3 separate regions of the Mus musculus genome follow, and regions 1 and 3 are each linked to region 2. The links are chromatin contacts, called in public promoter capture Hi-C maps. All regions are on one chromosome and are shown on one strand. Each heading gives the region's core, a stretch centred on a gene start, on an enhancer-like site or on the middle of the called end of the contact. The rest is flanking DNA. Distances are from core to core; before and after follow the strand shown. Region 1 holds the start of Siglec1 (sialic acid binding Ig-like lectin 1, sialoadhesin). Region 2 holds the start of Adra1d (adrenergic receptor, alpha 1d). Region 3 holds the start of Rassf2 (Ras association (RalGDS/AF-6) domain family member 2).

What was found. Promoter capture Hi-C pulls out the DNA fragments that hold promoters and counts their contacts.
Region 1: a contact with region 2 is called in a promoter capture Hi-C map of embryonic stem cells. The contact joins the promoter of Siglec1 here to the promoter of Adra1d in region 2. A contact is called at or near these places in 4 of 39 promoter capture datasets (embryonic stem cells, hippocampal neurons, liver and 1 more).
Region 3: a contact with region 2 is called in a promoter capture Hi-C map of embryonic stem cells. The contact joins the promoter of Rassf2 here to the promoter of Adra1d in region 2. A contact is called at or near these places in 12 of 39 promoter capture datasets (the 3T3-L1 cell line, the SN4741 cell line, cranial neural crest and 5 more), 4 of 484 Hi-C or Micro-C datasets (all in embryonic stem cells), 2 of 115 datasets of contacts at active chromatin or transcription factors (both in embryonic stem cells) and 1 of 9 other capture datasets (embryonic stem cells).

What each region holds. Positions count from the first base shown.
Region 1 is chr2:131,085,248-131,088,395 of GRCm38.p6, reverse strand. It overlaps Siglec1 (sialic acid binding Ig-like lectin 1, sialoadhesin), which reads left to right and starts at 1,631. Exons shown (of 21, transcript NM_011426.3): 1 at 1,631-2,346; 2 at 2,579-2,938. The coding sequence starts at 2,280.
Region 2 is chr2:131,561,095-131,563,942 of GRCm38.p6, reverse strand. Adra1d (adrenergic receptor, alpha 1d) reads left to right here and starts at 1,446. Exons shown (of 2, transcript NM_013460.5): 1 at 1,446-2,848. The coding sequence starts at 1,775. Gm14285 (a long non-coding RNA gene) reads right to left here and starts at 2,167. Exons shown (of 3, transcript XR_374988.3): 1 at 2,083-2,167; 2 at 1,149-1,254; 3 at 1-996.
Region 3 is chr2:132,028,530-132,031,379 of GRCm38.p6, reverse strand. Rassf2 (Ras association (RalGDS/AF-6) domain family member 2) reads left to right here and starts at 1,392. Exons shown (of 11, transcript NM_175445.4): 1 at 1,392-1,629. Gm31179 (a long non-coding RNA gene) reads right to left here and starts at 929. Exons shown (of 3, transcript XR_374996.3): 1 at 329-929.

The DNA.
Region 1 (3,148 bases), core at 382-2,881, 480 kb after region 2:
GTAACTTCATCCATTTTCTGTTTCTAGATGGTTCATTAACTTGAGCAATGTAGTATTTGCTTACTATGTTATAGAGGACGTGTCAGAGCTGCATCTGTTCTGATTAATCCACTATATACATAGGCACATCTCTCTATCCATCTCTCTGTTGATAGACACAGGGATCTTTCTATCCTATGACAGGTGTGAAGGATGCTGCTGTGAACGTGGTTTAGCGGTGTCTGCTTGGAGCTCAGCTTCTGTCCCTATAGGTTCTCATCCTGTCCCATTTCCTAGTTCTACACCGACTTCTTGAGGAATCCTCAGTCTCCCACACTGCACCATTCCACATTCCCACTAACGATGTGCAGGGCTCCTATTTCTGTGCATCCTCACCAACAGTTTTTATTCTTGTTTTTTTTTTTTTTTCATTAGTAGCCATCATAGTGGTTGGTTGTTCCCATGTTTGCTGATGTGTGTGTCTTCTATCCTTTGCCACTTAACTCCCCCTGAGACAGGATCTCTTACAGCTGAGCTGGCTAGCCAGCTAACCCCAGGAATTCTTCTGTCTCTCTCTGCTCCAACCAGTGCTGGGCCTGCATTCAGGAGCTTCGGTAGTTGTACAAATGCTCACACCCGGTACGGTACCGTGTTCTTACCCCCTGAACTGCCCCCCAGCCCTCACTCTGGTTCCGACTTATGTTTTCCTCACGCGTCTTTTCATTGGTTTGTTGCCTTGCATTTCTTCAATGAGAAGTGTCTATTCAAGTCCTTTGCCCATTTTCCTAGATGGGTTGTTTTATTTCAGAGGAGGCTATGGTACTGTCAGAATTCTTGACATGTTCTGGATACTAGTCTTCAATAAATGATTCTCAAATATTTTCTCTCATTCTTTGGCTGTCTTTTTCATTTCTCTGCACAGTTTTTGTTTGTTTGTTTGTTTTTGTTTGTTTGCTTGGTTTTTTTTTTTTTTTTTTGGCTCACACAAAAATCAAGTCCCTCTTACCTACTTCCCCCTTTTCTTTTTTGAGGCACGGTCTTCGTAGCTTGCCCTGACGAGCGAGCCTTAAACACAGGATCCTCCCACTACAGCTTCCCGAACGCTAGAATCACGAAGCATTACCACTGAGCTTCGCTTCTAAGTCAGGAAAGCACTGCGTGGTCCAAAGCCATGGAGACTGACATCTGGGTTGTTTTCTAGGTGTTTCTTGGACTGCTGTGTCTGCCGCCTGTGGTGTTCCTTCCTGCTGTGGCACCCTTTGGCACAGGGCTTGCTCCTTGTGCATGGTATACAATAAGCATGTTTGTGGGTGTGAGTGTATGGCGACCTGACCCAGGAAAGTTTCCTTGACACCTCTCTAGCCTGACTCTGGACCACACACCCTTGTCATAATCACTGAGATCCCTGTAGGTCTGGGGCTCTGCACTGCTGTGGACCACAAATTCCCAGGCCTAGGTCTTCAGAAATGGGTGGATGCCCATGGCTGCCAAGAAGAGGGAAAACATAAAGCTTTCTCTGCTGTGGCCACAAGGACTCAGCCCAGAGGGGAAGTTACAGATTTATGCAGCATCCTGAAGGTTGAGTAAGATTTCTGTGAGCAAAGATCATTTATGGTGGGGGTGGAACTGGGCAGTGAGGGAGCCAGGGAGCAGACAAGATTAGGCCTAGAGTAAGTCTATGAAACACAGAGAAAGGGGACAGCATAGGGGTTAAGAAATGAGGTCTTTCAAAATCTCAGGGGGCAATGAGGAGTTTTTTGAGAGAGGAAGGACTCTTTAAAGGAAGTTGAAGGAGGATTCTGTGAACTTGAGACCACCCTGAGCTGCCAAGTTGAGAACTTTGTCTACAAACAAGCCAGGCAGCCTCAGCGTGTGCTCAGTCCGACTTGTAGCTGGAGAGGCAGGAGACCAATTTCCGGTGCTTACGGTGCTTGCTGGATGCCCTGGAGTAAGTGACAGGGTCTCACTGGACTCCAGGTTCTGTTGGTTTGAGTAATAGGAGGCGGCAGGGGAGAAGTGAAGAGAGACATGCACTGCTGATCTGCCTTGAGGCTGTGTCCTTAAGGGGTGGAGCCAAGGGGCACAGAAGACTCTCTGGGACATGCCACCAAGTGAGAGCATTTCCAATCACTCCCTGAGCCAGGAACAGGGGCTTCTGGTTCCCTGCTGGTGGCTGCCACAGCAGTCCTTCCTGTTGGGTTGACCAACACAGCAGGTGAGATAAACCCTATAGACTTGGGCCCTGGAGTGCTCCAGGCAGTCTCTGTGTGCCTACCCACCCGGCTTCCCTAGGCACCTGAATGCACCTGGGCACTGGGATGTGTGTCCTGTTCTCCCTGCTCCTGCTGGCCTCTGTCTTCTCACTAGGTAAGCTGCACGAGGCTAGTGCCTCTCATAGGGTCTGGCCTCTGTGGACTCAGCACAGAAGCCTAGACTATGATCAGATGTGACTGAGCACACCCCATCCTTGGGGCACTAAGAGGGAAATTAGATTAGATTTGGAGCCTGTTTGGAGCACCCTCTTTTGGGGCAGGTGACAGGGCTCTGTTCCCAGGCTTGCATCACCCTTTTCTCTGTTGCTCTTCCTACCCTCCTCTAGGCCAGACCACATGGGGTGTCTCCAGTCCCAAGAATGTGCAGGGCTTGTCGGGATCCTGCCTGCTCATTCCCTGCATCTTCAGCTACCCTGCCGATGTCCCAGTGTCCAATGGCATCACAGCCATCTGGTACTATGACTACTCGGGCAAGCGGCAGGTGGTAATCCACTCAGGGGACCCCAAGCTGGTGGACAAGCGTTTCAGGGGTCGAGCTGAACTGATGGGGAACATGGACCACAAGGTGTGCAACCTGTTGCTCAAAGACTTGAAGCCTGAAGACTCTGGCACCTACAACTTCCGCTTTGAGATCAGTGATAGCAACCGCTGGTTAGATGTCAAAGGCACCACGGTCACTGTGACAAGTGAGGAGCCTGGGGACTGGTCGCGGTCAGGGACTCCTAGGCTGCTGCTCCAGCCCTGTCCTTTGACCTGAACCTTGCCTAGGCCTTCAGCTCTGACCTTTGCCTATTATTTTTCACTCTGTGACATTCTCCTTTTCTTGAGTCCCCCTCCCCCCAAGTCTTGTCCTTTGGTTGGGGTTGTGGGGACAGTGTGAGGTACAGTGAGGTGAG
Region 2 (2,848 bases), core at 197-2,696:
TATAAGTCATACTTTGCCTGCCAAGGGCTCAGCTCTTGTGGATCGAGTTCAGTGAATGGTCTGCAGGATGGGAGAAGAAGAAAGCTCATGTCACAACACAACTGAGGCTTTCATTGCTTCTACCATCCCACCATCTGCAACAAGGAATAAACCAGGCACCAAGGACATGCACATGACATTTTCAGAGCATCCTCCCGCATCTCTATGGCCTCGCTTCCATAAGCCAAGTCAAGGAAAGGAAGAAATGATGAAGAATGAAAGGTAGTGTTTTGAAGATGTATTTGTGCCTGCACTTGTGTGTGTGTGTGCTCGCGCACATCATGTGTGTGCCTACATGAGTTTATGTGCACCATGTAAGTACAGTTGCCTGAGGAGGCCAGTTTATGTGCACCATGTAAGTACAGTTGCCTGGGGTGGTCCAGTGGCATTGTGTCTCTCCCTATTGGTCCTCCTCCCTCCCTTCTCTTTCCCTTGCGTCCCTGCTTCCTAGCACAGCCCCGTCCCCTCTCCCCTCTGTTCTTCGTGTTCAGGCTTTACCCCACTATTCTCCACTCTTCTGAGAAGTATGGGCACTACTTTGGTGGCGCTGCTAACACAGTGAATCTTACTCTCGTTTTCACATGTGGGGAACCGAGGCACAAGACGCCGGAGCCTGAATGGTGGAGGCAAGCTACTCTGCTCCCTCCCTGTTAAGCACCCTGCAGTAACCTTTCCCACCCTCCAGAACGTGACCTTTTCTGCCCAGAGGGAGTCCCGAGTACTTCGAGTAGCAACAGGAAGATTTATTCTGACTTCTGATGCAGAGTAGAGTTGCAGGGCCAAAGTTGGTATTATTCAGAGTACGGGCAAAGTCCTAGGGCTGTGACCACACCATCTGGTCTCACGCCAGTCACGCCCATCTTCAACCCGCGCCCAAGCATCTTGACCCCTTCAGGGCTGTCTCAATGCCACCATCGCACCATAGTGGGTTTTGAGATCTTGGGCTGGCCAGTTGCCCTAGAAAAAAGAGGAGGGGCATCAAACCGCATCCAGACGTTCTCAAGTGGCAGCGTTTTTTTTAAATCATCCAGCCCTGAACCCACAGATCCTGGGCTCTTGCTGCTCTCTGGCGGCAGAAGCCGGGAGCCCGGAGTCCCGGGGAATCGCACCTTGTATGCTCCGCTAGGGCAAGGGCAAGCAGAGAGTGACCGCAAGTCCAGAGAGAGGAAGGGAGGCAGCGAGGAGCGCTGGGGCAAAAGCCGGGGTGCAGGAGAGCTGAGGAAAGGAGGATAAGGGGACAGCTAGGGCAGAGGACGGTCGTGAGCACCGGCGAGGACCCCCGCAGCCGCTGGACGCGCGGAGCCCCTTCGCTGGCTCGCGCCGGCCGCCCCCTCCTCCCTCCCCGCCGCCCCTCCTCCGTCCCGCCCCCGCGCAGAGTCCCCTGCGCTGCAGAGGCCGCCGCCTGCACTGACGCTCCCGGAGGAGCCACCGCTCGCCAGGACACGCTTGGAGAGGGGAGCAGGGAGCAGGGAGCCGGCCCCGGCCCTTGTTTTCTTGTGACTCTGCAGCCACCGCCAGAGCCCGTTCCCGTTGGGACCTTCACGGCCTGGTGACCTCCGCCCCGCTCTCCCTGCAGCACCGCTCCCCTGCGGCCCCTCTGCCGCGGGAACTTGGGCAGGACCGACGGGACCGGCGCGCGGGGCTGGCTCGGGCGCTGCGGCGATGCCCGCGGGCTCCCTCCCCGCCACTTGCTCGCCCTGTGCCTGGGCTCGGGCCCCGACGGCTGCGCCGTGAGATGACTTTCCGCGACATCCTGAGCGTCACTTTCGAAGGACCCCGGGCGAGCAGTAGCACTGGGGGCTCCGGCGCGGGCGGCGGAGCTGGCACGGTTGGCCCCGAGGGTCCGGCGGTGGGCGGCGTGCCGGGTGCCACAGGCGGTAGCGCTGTGGTGGGAACCGGCAGCGGCGAGGACAACCAGAGCTCCACGGCAGAAGCGGGGGCCGCGGCAAGCGGCGAGGTGAATGGCTCGGCGGCCGTCGGGGGGCTAGTGGTGAGTGCTCAGGGCGTGGGAGTGGGTGTCTTCCTAGCCGCCTTCATCCTCACCGCTGTGGCGGGCAACCTTCTCGTCATCCTCTCCGTGGCCTGCAACCGCCACTTGCAGACGGTCACCAACTATTTCATCGTGAACCTAGCAGTGGCTGACCTGCTACTGAGTGCAGCTGTGTTGCCCTTCTCAGCCACTATGGAGGTTCTAGGCTTCTGGGCCTTCGGCCGGACCTTCTGCGACGTATGGGCCGCGGTGGACGTGCTATGCTGCACTGCCTCCATCCTTAGCCTCTGCACCATCTCTGTGGACCGGTACGTGGGTGTGCGCCACTCGCTCAAGTATCCAGCCATTATGACAGAACGCAAGGCCGCTGCCATTCTGGCTCTGCTCTGGGCGGTGGCCTTGGTGGTATCTGTGGGACCGCTACTAGGTTGGAAGGAACCAGTGCCCCCGGATGAGCGTTTCTGCGGCATCACCGAGGAGGTGGGCTATGCGATCTTCTCTTCCGTATGCTCCTTCTACCTCCCCATGGCAGTGATCGTGGTCATGTACTGCCGCGTGTATGTGGTCGCGCGCAGCACCACGCGCAGCCTCGAGGCGGGCATCAAGAGGGAGCCGGGCAAGGCCTCTGAGGTGGTTCTGAGGATCCACTGTCGCGGCGCAGCCACTAGCGCCAAAGGAAATCCAGGGACACAGAGTAGCAAGGGGCACACCTTGCGCAGCTCGCTCTCCGTAAGGCTGCTCAAGTTTTCCCGCGAGAAAAAGGCTGCCAAGACCCTAGCCATCGTCGTGGGTGTCTTCGTCCTGTGCTGGTTCCCCTTT
Region 3 (2,850 bases), core at 143-2,642, 470 kb before region 2:
ATTAGGAGTGTACCCTCATTGGCAGGAAGCCAGATGATTGGTTATAAGATGACCATTTGACTCAACGCGAGCCAGGGGAGCCAGGGAGCGGCTCTCCTGAGAGGCTGGGCTAGAACTGAAGAATTCTAGCAGCATCTCACAGACTTCTTCAATAGCAAAACCAGAGCCCTGCTGTTAGGAGTCATGGCTGCCCTTTGTCCTGTTTCTGAGGTCACGGAAGGCCAGGTTAGAAGAGAAGAAAGATTCCCTTGGAGAAGGTTTCCTGGAGAGTTCCTCAGCTCACCCTGCAAATCTAGCTTGAGAAAGGCTGCGAAGGAAAGCAGCTTACCTGAAACACAGTAATGGCTCCAGTGAAAGAAATTAATGGACCCGGTTTGTGTTTATAGCTCAAGGGGAAAGAACTAGATGCATTTATCTCCCTAACACCCCCCTCCCCTTTCACAGTAGAAAAAGCCGATCAGTAGCCTTCTTGTTCAGTGTTGTGGGACATTTCCAGCACCACCCCGCAGCTGCGCTTTGGCCTCCGCACATTTGAGGCTGGCTGGTCTGGGAACGGATAGCCGTTTATAACATTGTTTCTATGGGAGACACATTCCAAGATCCAAACAATGAGTTTAAAAGAGAATATCTGGCTTCCAGGCAGATGGGATGCACTTTGGAGGCTTGGCTGCCCTTTCTTTAACCGTTAGATTCCCTTCCCCTTTGGTTTGGGGACCAACTGCAAGGTCGGGCATATGTAAACGAAGAATTATGGTTAGAGGGTATAGAATCCGTAGCTGGGTGCTCCCTCCTATACACTAGAGTTCCTCGGAGGTCTAAGGATGGAGAGGAGGAGGAGGTGAGGAATGGACAAAGAAACTTGACTTCCTTCACATTGCCGTCACGTCTGCCGGCCTGCCGAGTCGAAGGGGCCCACTTAGCCCTTTGGCAACTCAAACCCTTTTGGGAACAAACCCGGGTGTTAGAAAGAACCACCACCCAACTCCACCAACTGCACATCCTCTGCTAGGAAATCTGCATTCTCTAGGCGGGCTGCTCCCTGGGAGTGACTGTCACAGAGCCAGGCGAACTGAAGAGCTTGGGCTAAATCTCGGCGTGGCTTGGAGAGGGCAGGCGCGATGGGGTGAGAGGCAGCACCTTATTCCCTCCACCCACGCTCTCCGCCTCCTCCTCCTCATGCACTCTGGCCTGCTGAGAAGAAACGCTGGCAGCCCGCGCGAGGTGGGGTGGGGGTACGCGGGGAGGGGGGGGGTAGAGATGAAGGGAGGAGGCGACGCGAAGCCACAGCATTGTCTGTCTTGAAGGGAGGGGAGAAGCTCCGCCCCCTAGAGGGGAGGGAGGGGGAGAAGGGAAAGAAAGGCAAGAGAAGAGGGGTGGGGAGAGAACTGCAGGGTGGCGGGTGGGTTGGTCAAGGATCGGCAGATAAAGGCAGAGCTCGGGGAGGCGGGGCGGAGGGGCCAGGTGGGCGGGGCGCCCGCCCTCAACCGCACTGTCGCCGCCCAGGCCGGCCCAAGCGAGCGGGTCCCGCGGATCACTGGCCAAGCACGCTGGAGCACCCCCACCCCCGCAGCGGCGCCCCCACTTTCCAACCCCTGCGGCGAGAGCGGATGCAGATGGTCCGGGAGACAGGCAAGACACAGGGCGCGGGGCTCGAAGAGCCGGGTACTGGCACAGGATGCGGGCGCAAGGTGCTGGTGGTCCTCTTTCCCTCTACCCAGCTCAAAGTTTTCCCTCAGTGGCCCGTGGCCAGCCTGGTCCGGTCCCTGACTCTTCCCTGTCCCCTTTTGCCACCCAAGCCACAAGGTGGGCTTAGATATGCGGGCTGCCCCAGAAGCAGCGCAGGCGGGCGCCCCAGCCCACTCCTTTTCCCCGGGTAGAAAGTTGTGGCCTGGAGCTCATGCTGCGGCTCTGACCCCTTAAGATCTTTTCTGAGGTCGACACTAAGTGCAGTGGCAGGAAATTGCCCCCATCCCCAGAGCAGGGTGTCCCCGAACTCCCTGGAGAGGTGAAGCGAGATAGCAGGTGCAGGCCTGTAGAGCTTAGGGGAGGGTCGGACTGTTGTGCGCACTCTGGCTCCCCGGGCGGGGACCACATCTCCAACCCGCGGCGAACCCAGTTCCCTTTGGGTTTCAGAGTTTAAGAGCGCGCGGTGCTCGGCGCACTTCCCCCTCCCGGGTTTCTTGTCCCTTCCGGAGCTTGTGCCTGAGGTCGCTGGAGACCGAGCTAGGCAGGTGCTTTCAAAAGACGGCCTGGCCACTCGTGTATTAGAGCGCTTACTCTGCACCCAGCTTTATCTCCGAGTGCGCCCTGGGAGGCAGCAGAATGGTGGAGTCCCGACAGGGGCAGATTTGGAACAGCCACTGGACAGATAGCCACTGTGCTTCAGTGGCAAGCTCAGCACGAGGCTTCTCAATGCTGCGCGCGCTTTAGTCCCAAGAGTCTGGAAAACCAGGGCATTAGAAACGATTCTTCCTGAGAGCAGAGGCCAGGGGTTACGGTAAGCAAGTGGAGGATTCCTGTAAGAGGAAGCGGTGGACAAATGACAATTTGTCAGAGCCGGCTCTGTCCCTGCGGTAAATGGCCCTGGGACAGTGGGAAGAAAAAAATTAGGGTCACGGTTCTCAAAAGATAGCCGGCAGATTCAGCCAGGGGATATCTTTGAAGAGCACGTAAATGAGGAACCTGAGGTTGATTTGCCATACTTTCAATCCACGTTTATTAAGTGGAAGCTTTTCCTACAGGTGGTCTGGGGGTTAAAGAAACCTCTGTGGCTAAGCTATACTGGATTTGAGAAGAGTGCCCCCCTTCCTCCCCTTGTTCTCATTCTCCCTTTCTGTCCTAGGGGACTAA